2 separate regions of the Mus musculus genome follow, and region 2 is linked to region 1. A link is a contact called in public HiChIP or PLAC-seq data. All regions are on one chromosome and are shown on one strand. Each heading gives the region's core, a stretch centred on a gene start, on an enhancer-like site or on the middle of the called end of the contact. The rest is flanking DNA. Distances are from core to core; before and after follow the strand shown.

Evidence for each region. HiChIP or PLAC-seq counts read pairs in DNA pulled down with a chosen protein or histone mark.
Region 2: a contact with region 1 is called in an H3K27ac HiChIP or PLAC-seq map of regulatory T cell precursor, with 7 times the contacts expected there. The contact joins two enhancer-like sites. A contact is called at or near these places in 4 of 484 Hi-C or Micro-C datasets (CD8 T cells, the G1E-ER4 cell line, nephron progenitors and 1 more) and 2 of 115 datasets of contacts at active chromatin or transcription factors (embryonic stem cells and regulatory T cell precursor).

The regions. Positions count from the first base shown.
Region 1 is chr1:183,851,716-183,856,251 of GRCm38.p6, reverse strand. No RefSeq gene overlaps it. Among named protein-coding and RNA genes, the nearest start is that of Gm34130, 83 kb to the left of the region's middle. Within about 2 kb of position 2,096, at least 3 of the 459 cell types and tissues checked have an H3K27ac peak or open chromatin away from gene starts, as enhancers often do. A contact at or near this core is called in regulatory T cell precursor, where this site is marked.
Region 2 is chr1:183,985,779-183,990,314 of GRCm38.p6, reverse strand. No RefSeq gene overlaps it. Among named protein-coding and RNA genes, the nearest start is that of Gm39725, 25 kb to the left of the region's middle. Within about 2 kb of position 2,419, at least 21 of the 459 cell types and tissues checked have an H3K27ac peak or open chromatin away from gene starts, as enhancers often do. A contact at or near this core is called in regulatory T cell precursor, where this site is marked.

The DNA of each region.
Region 1 (4,536 bases), core at 847-3,346:
CTTCCTGCTAACATTCCAAAGAGTTGTCTCCATCTTACCTCTCATTGCCTGTTTTGCAAATTTCTCATGTTTTTTTTTTTTTGAGAATGCATATAAAATACCATGTTAACTTTTTTTTTTTTTGTATATGCTTCTTCCTAAGACAGTGGCCTCTTGAGCTTTTCTTCTTCTTCATTGGTTTAACACTGTTGTCTGTGTGTTTGTTCATCCTTGAATAAAGAAAGTGGAGAAGCTGAGCAGATAGATCAATGGTTAAGAGTATTGGATATTCTTGCAGAGGACCTCGGTTTGGTTCTCAGCATCCAGACAGCAGCTTACAGCTGTCTATAACTTTAGTTACAAGGGATCTGATGCCCTCTTCTGGCTGGACATGCACATGGTGCACAGATATATTATGAGATATACACATAAGAAATAAAAAAATTTAAAAAAATTATTGATTTTTAAATTTTTTTAAAGAGAAACCGAGAGCTGAGTATTTCTTAGTGGGTTAGGTTTCTACTACCTTCACCCTCAAAGACTAGCAAAAAACCTGACCAATAGTTGTCATCTGGCATTGGAAGTGCTACAGATAGAAAATATCCAACCCCAAATCCCCACTTAGTCCTTCACTTGGAAAAAGTCCATATTTCTAGAGGGGCCGTTTGATGATTGGTACACTGATGCCCAATAGGAAACAGGGAAGCAATAATGGAGGGAGAGAAGTCCAGTTTGGAGTCTAAACAGCCTCTTGTGCTCTTTCAAGGTGTTATCTCAGAAGACTCACGCCCGTTTCTTCATGAATAAAACAGTGCTGTTAACATCTACCTTGAAGAGTTGTTGAGAAAATTCCACAATTCTCCACGTGGAATAGTTCCATATCATTAAAGCATGCTGGGAACTGTTCATGTAGAAACTCCTTTCGCTAAAAAGTAGCCACCATAAACATTTTATTAGCTGAACGATATTTTTCAGAGCTGTTATTTTTCACATTTTAAATAAACCATCTGTAGTAATTTATTTAGTGTACTTACTAATCAAATCCTTGATGAATGCTGTGCCACTTTTTTTAAAAAAAGCAATTTAATTAGCTTTCCTCATAAAATATACATGATTATAGCAGGCCCAGTACAAATTACTGATCAATTAGATCAAGGTAATAAGAACAGTGTACCCGGCCAAGAGCTCAACCAAAACACACTTCAGTTCTCTCAATGTTACTGCTGAAACTACTTCAAGAGTGCCACAATAGCCTTTCACAGACAAAGAAGACTAAAACCAACTGCTGTCTGCAATTTCCATTGCAAACTGGAGAGAAGTCCAGCTTGGAGTTCAAGCTGTTGAGCTCTTTGGTGATGATTTCAGAAGACTCATACCAGTTTCCTCAAGAGTGAAATAGTGCTCTTGATGTCTACCTCAGAGTCACTGAGAAATTTCAACAAGACTCTGTGTGGTGTAATTGTCATATCACTGAATAATACTGCTGAGGCTGGAGAGGTAGCTAGGAGGTCAGGGGAACTTACTGCTCCTGCGGAGGTTCTGAGTTCATTTCCCAGGACCCATGTCAAGCAGCTCACAACAGCCTGTAACTCCATCTCTAGGAGATTCATAGCCCCCTTCTGGCTTCCACAGTCACCAGCACTCACATGTGTATGCTCCCACACAACAGAGACACCCCCATAACAATGAATAATAGTAATACACATATTTTAGGAAAGCAAAATGCTTCTATTGTGACATTTTTGAGGATCTAAATACGCAGAATGTTTCCAGTTTTCTGCAAACCGTTAACAGATTCTCATTTGAAGAGAGAAAAGCTTAGAATTCGGAGCTCTGGAGATGCTCAGAAAGAGCTCCCCCTGGCCCCCAGCCTGCCACATTACAACAACCTTGCTGACCCACACACATCACAGCCAAAAGTTGCATTTAGTCATATGGAAAAAATAGGACTAATCTCAATAACTGTTTGCTTTATAATTGAATTTATTCCTTTCAGATTTTTGTGGAAACTTTTATTTTGAAGTTTCCTGCATAGGTGGGTCCTCAGAGCTACAGAGTTCTGAGTAGCATCAAGACAAGACTGGGGTTGGAGTGGTGGTGGTAAGAAATGTGGCTCCTTCCTCAGCCTTGACAGGGGTTAGGGGAGCCCCTGGAGGCAACCTGGGTAAAGCCTTTGCTCAGCCACAGGTGTTATCATGGAGAGGAGCTCTGAGGCAGGTGACCCAAGTTATTTTACTTCTGCTCAAAGGAGCCACTGACTATGTGAATTTTACACTGTTTAGATTCAAACTAGGAAAAAAATGGGGTTTGTGTGGTTTTATTTTGTTTTATATGTTAAGGAAAGAGTTACATTTTTAATCATTCAAAAATATGTTAATTTTTTTATTCTTTGAATAAAAATGCCCATGACTTTAAGAAAGTTCTTTCTATCTGCAATATATGCCAACACTACAGTGTTTTCTGCAAGCAACCTGGGCATCTGGGGGAGCACTTTGGATAGCCTTCAGAGCTCAATGGAATTCAGTTTATAGACCAGGAGACCAAATAATTCCTTAATACTCCCCTCTCCTGCTCAAGAAACTTGTGAGTCAAAATGGAGTGTGTTAAAACCAACAAAAACCAGAGCCTTGTTTTTATAAAGATTGTATGCCCATGGAGGTTGATATTAGTATAGCAAAACAAAGAAACCAATCCTTGACAAAAATAAATAAATAAAAGCCAAATAAAGTTGCTTGGCATAGAGGCAAATAATCAACTTATTTTTGGATTTCTCTGTTTCATGTTCTGGTTATCTCAGTGTTACACATAAATATGGGAAGAGCTCCCCCTTTCTTCCCCACCCTCTCCCCCCAAAAAATTGAAAGCTTTTTTGGGCAGGGCAAAAACTTTTACACTTATGAAACAAACTATTTTTAAGTTACACTGATAGAGACAGAGCGTCTCCACCCAGTCATCGGCCATTCTTAGCAGGTGGCTAGGTGGGGTTGATTAGTTTAAATAAACAAGAAGCAGGGCTGCTTGGCTAGCATCCTTGTTTCATTGGGCGTTTACTCATTGATGAGAACCATTCATCTATTCCTCTTGATTGGTCTAGCTAAAGAACTGGACTTTAGCAGGGAAATGACAGTTCTCCCATATGACCATTGGCTCCCATTGAAATGCACATAGTAGATGCTAGGTACTAGTATATATTTAGTTAAGTGTAGATTTTCCACCTCAAAGTTACAACCTTCCCGAAATGCAACTCCTCACTGAGGAAGGGTGCAGAATGCACATCTGTGTGGTGGTAGAGAATTGTCTGAATAGGAGAGGCTATTTATTTAACAAAACTGCCTTTTCTCTAGCTTCTTGAGCCTTATTCTTCCAAGTGTGGTCCATGAACTAGGGGCATAGAGGTAGATGGTAGAGCAAATCCATGGGTTCAGGATCAACATTTTCTAATGAGGTATCCACATGATCTCTGTTATTTAGATTTGAAAAATACATTATACAGAGTCTTGGTAGAGACTGGGGTCTCACCTAAGACTTTGACAGCAGGTAAAATGTCTGGGATTTCCATGTTTTCTCCTCGTTCCTCACTGCCTGTGTGGCAAGAACTTGGGATGTTGGTCTAGGTCAGTGATTCTCAACTTTCTTAATGCTGCAACCTCATGTGGTGACCCCTAAGCCATAAAATTATCTCCATTGCTACTTCATAACTGTAATTTTGCTACTGTTATGAACTGCAAAATAAATCTCTATATTTTCTCATGGTCTTAGGTGATCCCATGTAAAAGGGTCATTTGACTCCAAAGGGGTCATAACCCACAGGTTGAAAACCACTGGTCTAGATTATCTTGGTCAGCATTTTGTCTCAGATCTCACAATAAATTATTCTGGTAGATTAATCTTAGTTGAAGTAAAGGCACAAGGCTTAGATAGATGCTAAGATCAGAAAAAGGGAACTCAACTCTTATGTGGTTAATTCTGTTAGAATTCCTTAGTTTACCCAACTTCCTTTCTCCCTCACACCCCTTGCCTCAGAACAAGAGAATAACTTACAAATGCATGCATCGAAGACCTGTGCTTTGATCCTGAAAAAGAAGCACTGTGGTACTGTTACTCTAAAGGCAAAGGCTTTGTTTGGGTGTCAATCATTTCCAAAATTATATGCTCCCATCCAAAAATAGCAAATACTCATAACACTCAAGAATTTGAAAACCTACCCTAATTACCTGCTTACAAGAAAACAATAATACACACTGCAAATAGTTCTCAGTAGACCTGTAGGTTCTTACTCTATTTAAAAATATTCCATCACTGTTATAAGGCCCAGGGGGGCTGGGAATTGTGTGTGAATACTATTGCCCATTCCACATAATGGAGAAGCAAAGAGTTCCTGGCCACCTAAGGTAAGTTTCATGGTGGTACATCTACCAAGGGGCTACTCTGTAGTACACTCAGGCCCCGTAGTGCCAGTATGATATGTCCCTACATTCAGCACAGTTATAAAGAATTCTCACCTTGCCCTTTGGGAGCAGGCTGGAGGTTTATACTAGCTAATCACTTAAGCCTGGT
Region 2 (4,536 bases), core at 1,170-3,669, 130 kb before region 1:
CCTAGACTCTTCTTCTTCTCACTGCTCTATTCCTTGCCACTGATCATGCTCCTTATCCCCAGTCCATTGCAGGCCATGCCATGTATACACTCAGTTCCTCTGATATAATGCCTTTATTCTTACACATGTAGCATTACAGCTGGTGTCTCGGCAGAGCAGGGTGAGTTGGCTTTAATTCATACACAACTCCTCAGTGTGGTACATTGTTCACGGTCCTTTCAACCATTGGCTAAGTCAAATGCCTTCCCATCGGTCTGATGGTTTTATGTTCTTTTCCAAACCCAAAGCAGTTTCCAAAATGAAAACCTGATATTTACCCTTTGCGGGATCCATCCTAAATTTCACCCAAAGGTTCAATTACTACAGGGTTAGTTGTTTTTCTTTGGTGCTATGACAATACAATAAAACCTTTCAGAGATGGCAGGAAGGAAGTTAGGTCATGGTTGGGGTATGGCTTTCCCTTCATCTCTCTGTGTTCCTCTTCCTTCTCTTCTTCCCCCATTTCTTCTTCCAGGATACCATGAGATGAGCAGACCTCCTTTACCACACAATCCCCACAAAGTGTACTGTGCTGCCATAGACTCAAAGTAACATGGCCGAAAGACCACAGACTAACAACTTTGAAGCACCCAAAATGAACCTTTCTTCCTAGGAAAATGATAATCTCAGAGAGTTGGTCACAGTGATAGAAAGCTAACACAGTATCTCACCAAAATAAGCTACATGGAAAACATCTAAACTGTAAAATATTTTAGTAAATAAAAAGGAAATAATTTTTATAAATAATACTTATTTTTAAAAGTTGATTATTAGTCGGGCAGTGGTGGCACATGCCTTTAATCCCAGCACTTGGGAGGCAGAGGCAGGCGGATCTCTGAGTTCGAGGCCAGCCTGGTCTACAGAGTGAGTTCCAGGACAGCCAGGGCTACACAGAGAAAGCCTGTCTCGAAAAACAAACAAACAAACAAACAAACAAACAAACAAACAGTTGGTTATTTAAACAACAAAGCAAAACACAATGAAAACTTGCCTGACTGAACTTCTTTGAACAAGTTGGGGATGTCCACAACACACAGTACCAATGTCACAGCCCAGCAGGGTCTGCTGAGCACACCTTGCTTGATGTGATTGGCTGGAAATGATACCCAAAGTATATATTTCTGTAAGACAGGGGTGCTCAACAAGGCAAAAATGCACATCTTTCGCAATGCCTCATAACTATTGTCTGATATTCTTCAAGAGGCCACAAGGAAGAGATTTAAGGAGTTGAAAACAGAGAAGGCTGAGGATTAGAGAATTATAGAATCAAATTCCATGCTTTTCCTGTCATTGTCTTGCTTGAATGTAAAACACCTTCCACAGTTCATGGAACTGCTTTGAACAGTGGTCTCCAGTCGTTTAGAGAGGCTGTAGAAACTTTGGCTCTGAACTGATGAGCAGGATAGACCTTTCTTCCTTCCTTCTGAGCTTGTTTTCTCACACTGACAGAGAGCCAACAGTTTCTATTTATTTGCTTATTCAGTTAGGTAGGCATTGGTGGACCTTTTTGGTTTAGAGAGAAGTTCATACGCATATATTTAAAAATATTACATTCTGATGACTTCTCCCAGTCCATCTGAAAACTTTTTACCTGTCCTAACAATAAAAATGGCACTTTTTATGTAGTATTTGAATTAATTAATTAATTAATTAATTTATAGCTGAGGTAGAGTCTCATTATATAGCCTGGGATAATATGGTATTTTGCTATGTAGACCAGGCTAGCTTTGAACTCATAGTGAACTGTCTGCTTCTGCCTCACAGGTTCTGGAATTAAAGGCACATAGCATAGCATCCAGCTCTTTTGGTTTTAGATAGCTAGTAAATTTTTTATTTAAAAATTCACTGCTGCCACTTATTACACAAATAAAAATCACTTATGCATGATGCACATGACTCAAACAAAGCAGAAATGTAAACCATGAAAGTATTTCATTCTTCTCCCAATCACCACTCCCTCCTTCAGTTCACGACAGCTGTTACTCATATTTCCAACTATCTTTTCTATTATCTATCATCTGTCTATCTACTTACCTACCTACCTATCAAGATAAATTTACAATATATTTAAATTATAATAATTTAGTTCTTCCAAATGATTTTTAACATGAGTTATATATTAAACATGTAAACCTTCAAGAAAACTCTTCATAAGGCATATAGCTCTACAGCTGACCTTTCTGGGCCATGACTCAGAGCCATGATGACTTTCTACAGCTGAGAGACCAAAGTGGAGGTTGGGTGAAAATCAAGATTTGAGAAGCAGAAGGAATACATATTCTGCGGTTTACACAAAGATCAGTTATCATCAAGACACTGTGTTGTGTGCAGGAGTGCGTCTTGCTGCCTTGTGACGTAAGCTGGGCTGAACCGGGGACTGGGTAATTCTTTTATGTCTATGTCATGTGTGCAGCTCCACCCCAGCTAAGCTGCAACAGATATAGCCATGATAACAGCAATAACATCTGCAAAGTACCTCACAGTTATACGGCCTTCCTGGCGCATCACCTCACTCTCTGGGTGTGATGCGTGGGAACATCCATGCAATTTGTCTTTATGACTCCCATAAGCCATGTTATTTACAAAGCCTCCAAGTTTGGTGTTGTGTGTGCCAACTTTTCAGTGAGGCAGACTCAGATTAATAAGTTTCCTAGTCATTGTATTATTCCGTTTCCCTTAATATAATAAATACCTGAGATAACTTATATTGGCTTGTAGAGAAAGAGACCAAGGTTGTATTATCCCCTTTGGAGGCACGCTGACGACTTGAAAACCTTCTCACAGGGCCATCTTTCCAAGTTTCCATCACCTTCCAGTAGCTCATTTGGGACCAATCACTTAATCCACGAGCCTGCTGGAAGACATCGAAGATGCAAACTATAGCATCACGTAGTTGCTTAGTTGTTCTTTTCCTGTATTTCCAACCATGTTGTGTAGTGTTGCTGCTTTGTTTAAATATACTATAAAAGTGAGACATCTAGTTGCACAAGGACCAAATATTTGAACATTTGAAGCAACTGAAAGGTCTCTTTTTCTCCATCCAAATACCTGAAGAAAACAGGCATTCTCTTTCTTTCTTAGTTGGTTTAGGGACTTGGTTCTTTTGAGGAATTCTCGCAAGGTCCAGTGATCTAAGCTTCTTAAACCAGGTCCCACAGAGGGCAAGAACTGAGGACAGAGGTCAGCAGATGCTCGTAGGAGGGAAACTGTTGACAGGCAGAAAGCGAATGAGACCCATTTCCCTTTATAATCTATTGTTCCTGAGTGGTAACAGTCAAGCATCAAAGTAGATGTATCAGTCAGTGAACATACGCGCCTCTTAATCTCTCCAGGTGGGCGCACTTCAACTTTTAATCACCTGTAATTAAGGTGACAGGTTCCAACACCACCTCAGTTAGTAACTGTTTGGCTATAAAATCGTACTCAGGTTCTAGGGCCTGGTACTGGAAGGGCCTCTTCCTAGGAAGAGAAGGAAGACTCAGAAGCCATGACTAACTAGGGTAATTTGTATTCATGGTCACAAGGTGCATAGATATTTCTTCCCCACTCCTTTTTGGTGGATACTTTCCTGCATTTTCCACTTATCTTTCAAATATTATAGATCCTGGCTTGGGAGAGGGGAACGCATAAGGGATGAGAACCAGCACTCACTGTAGTGAGGAGGATGGTGATTGGCTGGGTCTGCTCATCTTGGAAACCTCTAGTGTTGAGGTGAAGTATTCCATAAAAGGTTTATGAAAAGCTCAATTATAATTTAGATGAAAGAGAAAGAAAAAGAAAAATAGAGAAAGAGAAAAGAACTTTTTAAGGGATAGATTTATTGATCTCAAACTATAAAGAACAAGTGTTCACACAACAAGTTTTTATGATCTACCAGTGTATTCAAAAGAGGCAACAATGACACCATCCAGTACTTTGGGTCCAAGGAAACAGGTCTGTAATATTGACTATGTTTTATTGCTTGTTAGACATGTAAGATGTCATTATGTGATCGATTTTCTACTTCTTGCTCTAGAAAAATTGCCATAATTGAATTGACTTTCTTTCAAATTAGAGTCCGTCTATCATTAGGCACTGTACAATGATGGGGTGACTTCATATGTCTCAGTCTGGGTGTCTGCAGAGGAAATGACATGGAGATAAGATCCCCCTGAACAAACCCATTTGCAGGCTTAAAACTTACAGCAAAACTCAAAGCATCATCGCCAGTAGACAAGAAAGTAATATGTCGTGTGGTCCTGATGGCTCCTTATAATTTTTGTGTTAAGCTGTTTGCTTTGTATTAAAGTTACATTACAGAAATAGAGTTTGACATAGTTTGAGGATACTGCATAGCTGAGGGGCATTCCATTTAGCCTGAGATTGCCTTCTCTTGGCCAATTCCCTTCCTTTCCTACTTTTCTATATAATTAGGGTAAAAACTACATGAACATTGCTTGTCTGGAAGTTCAAAATATAGCCATTTTCTACATTACTAGAGACCAATAAAACCACACA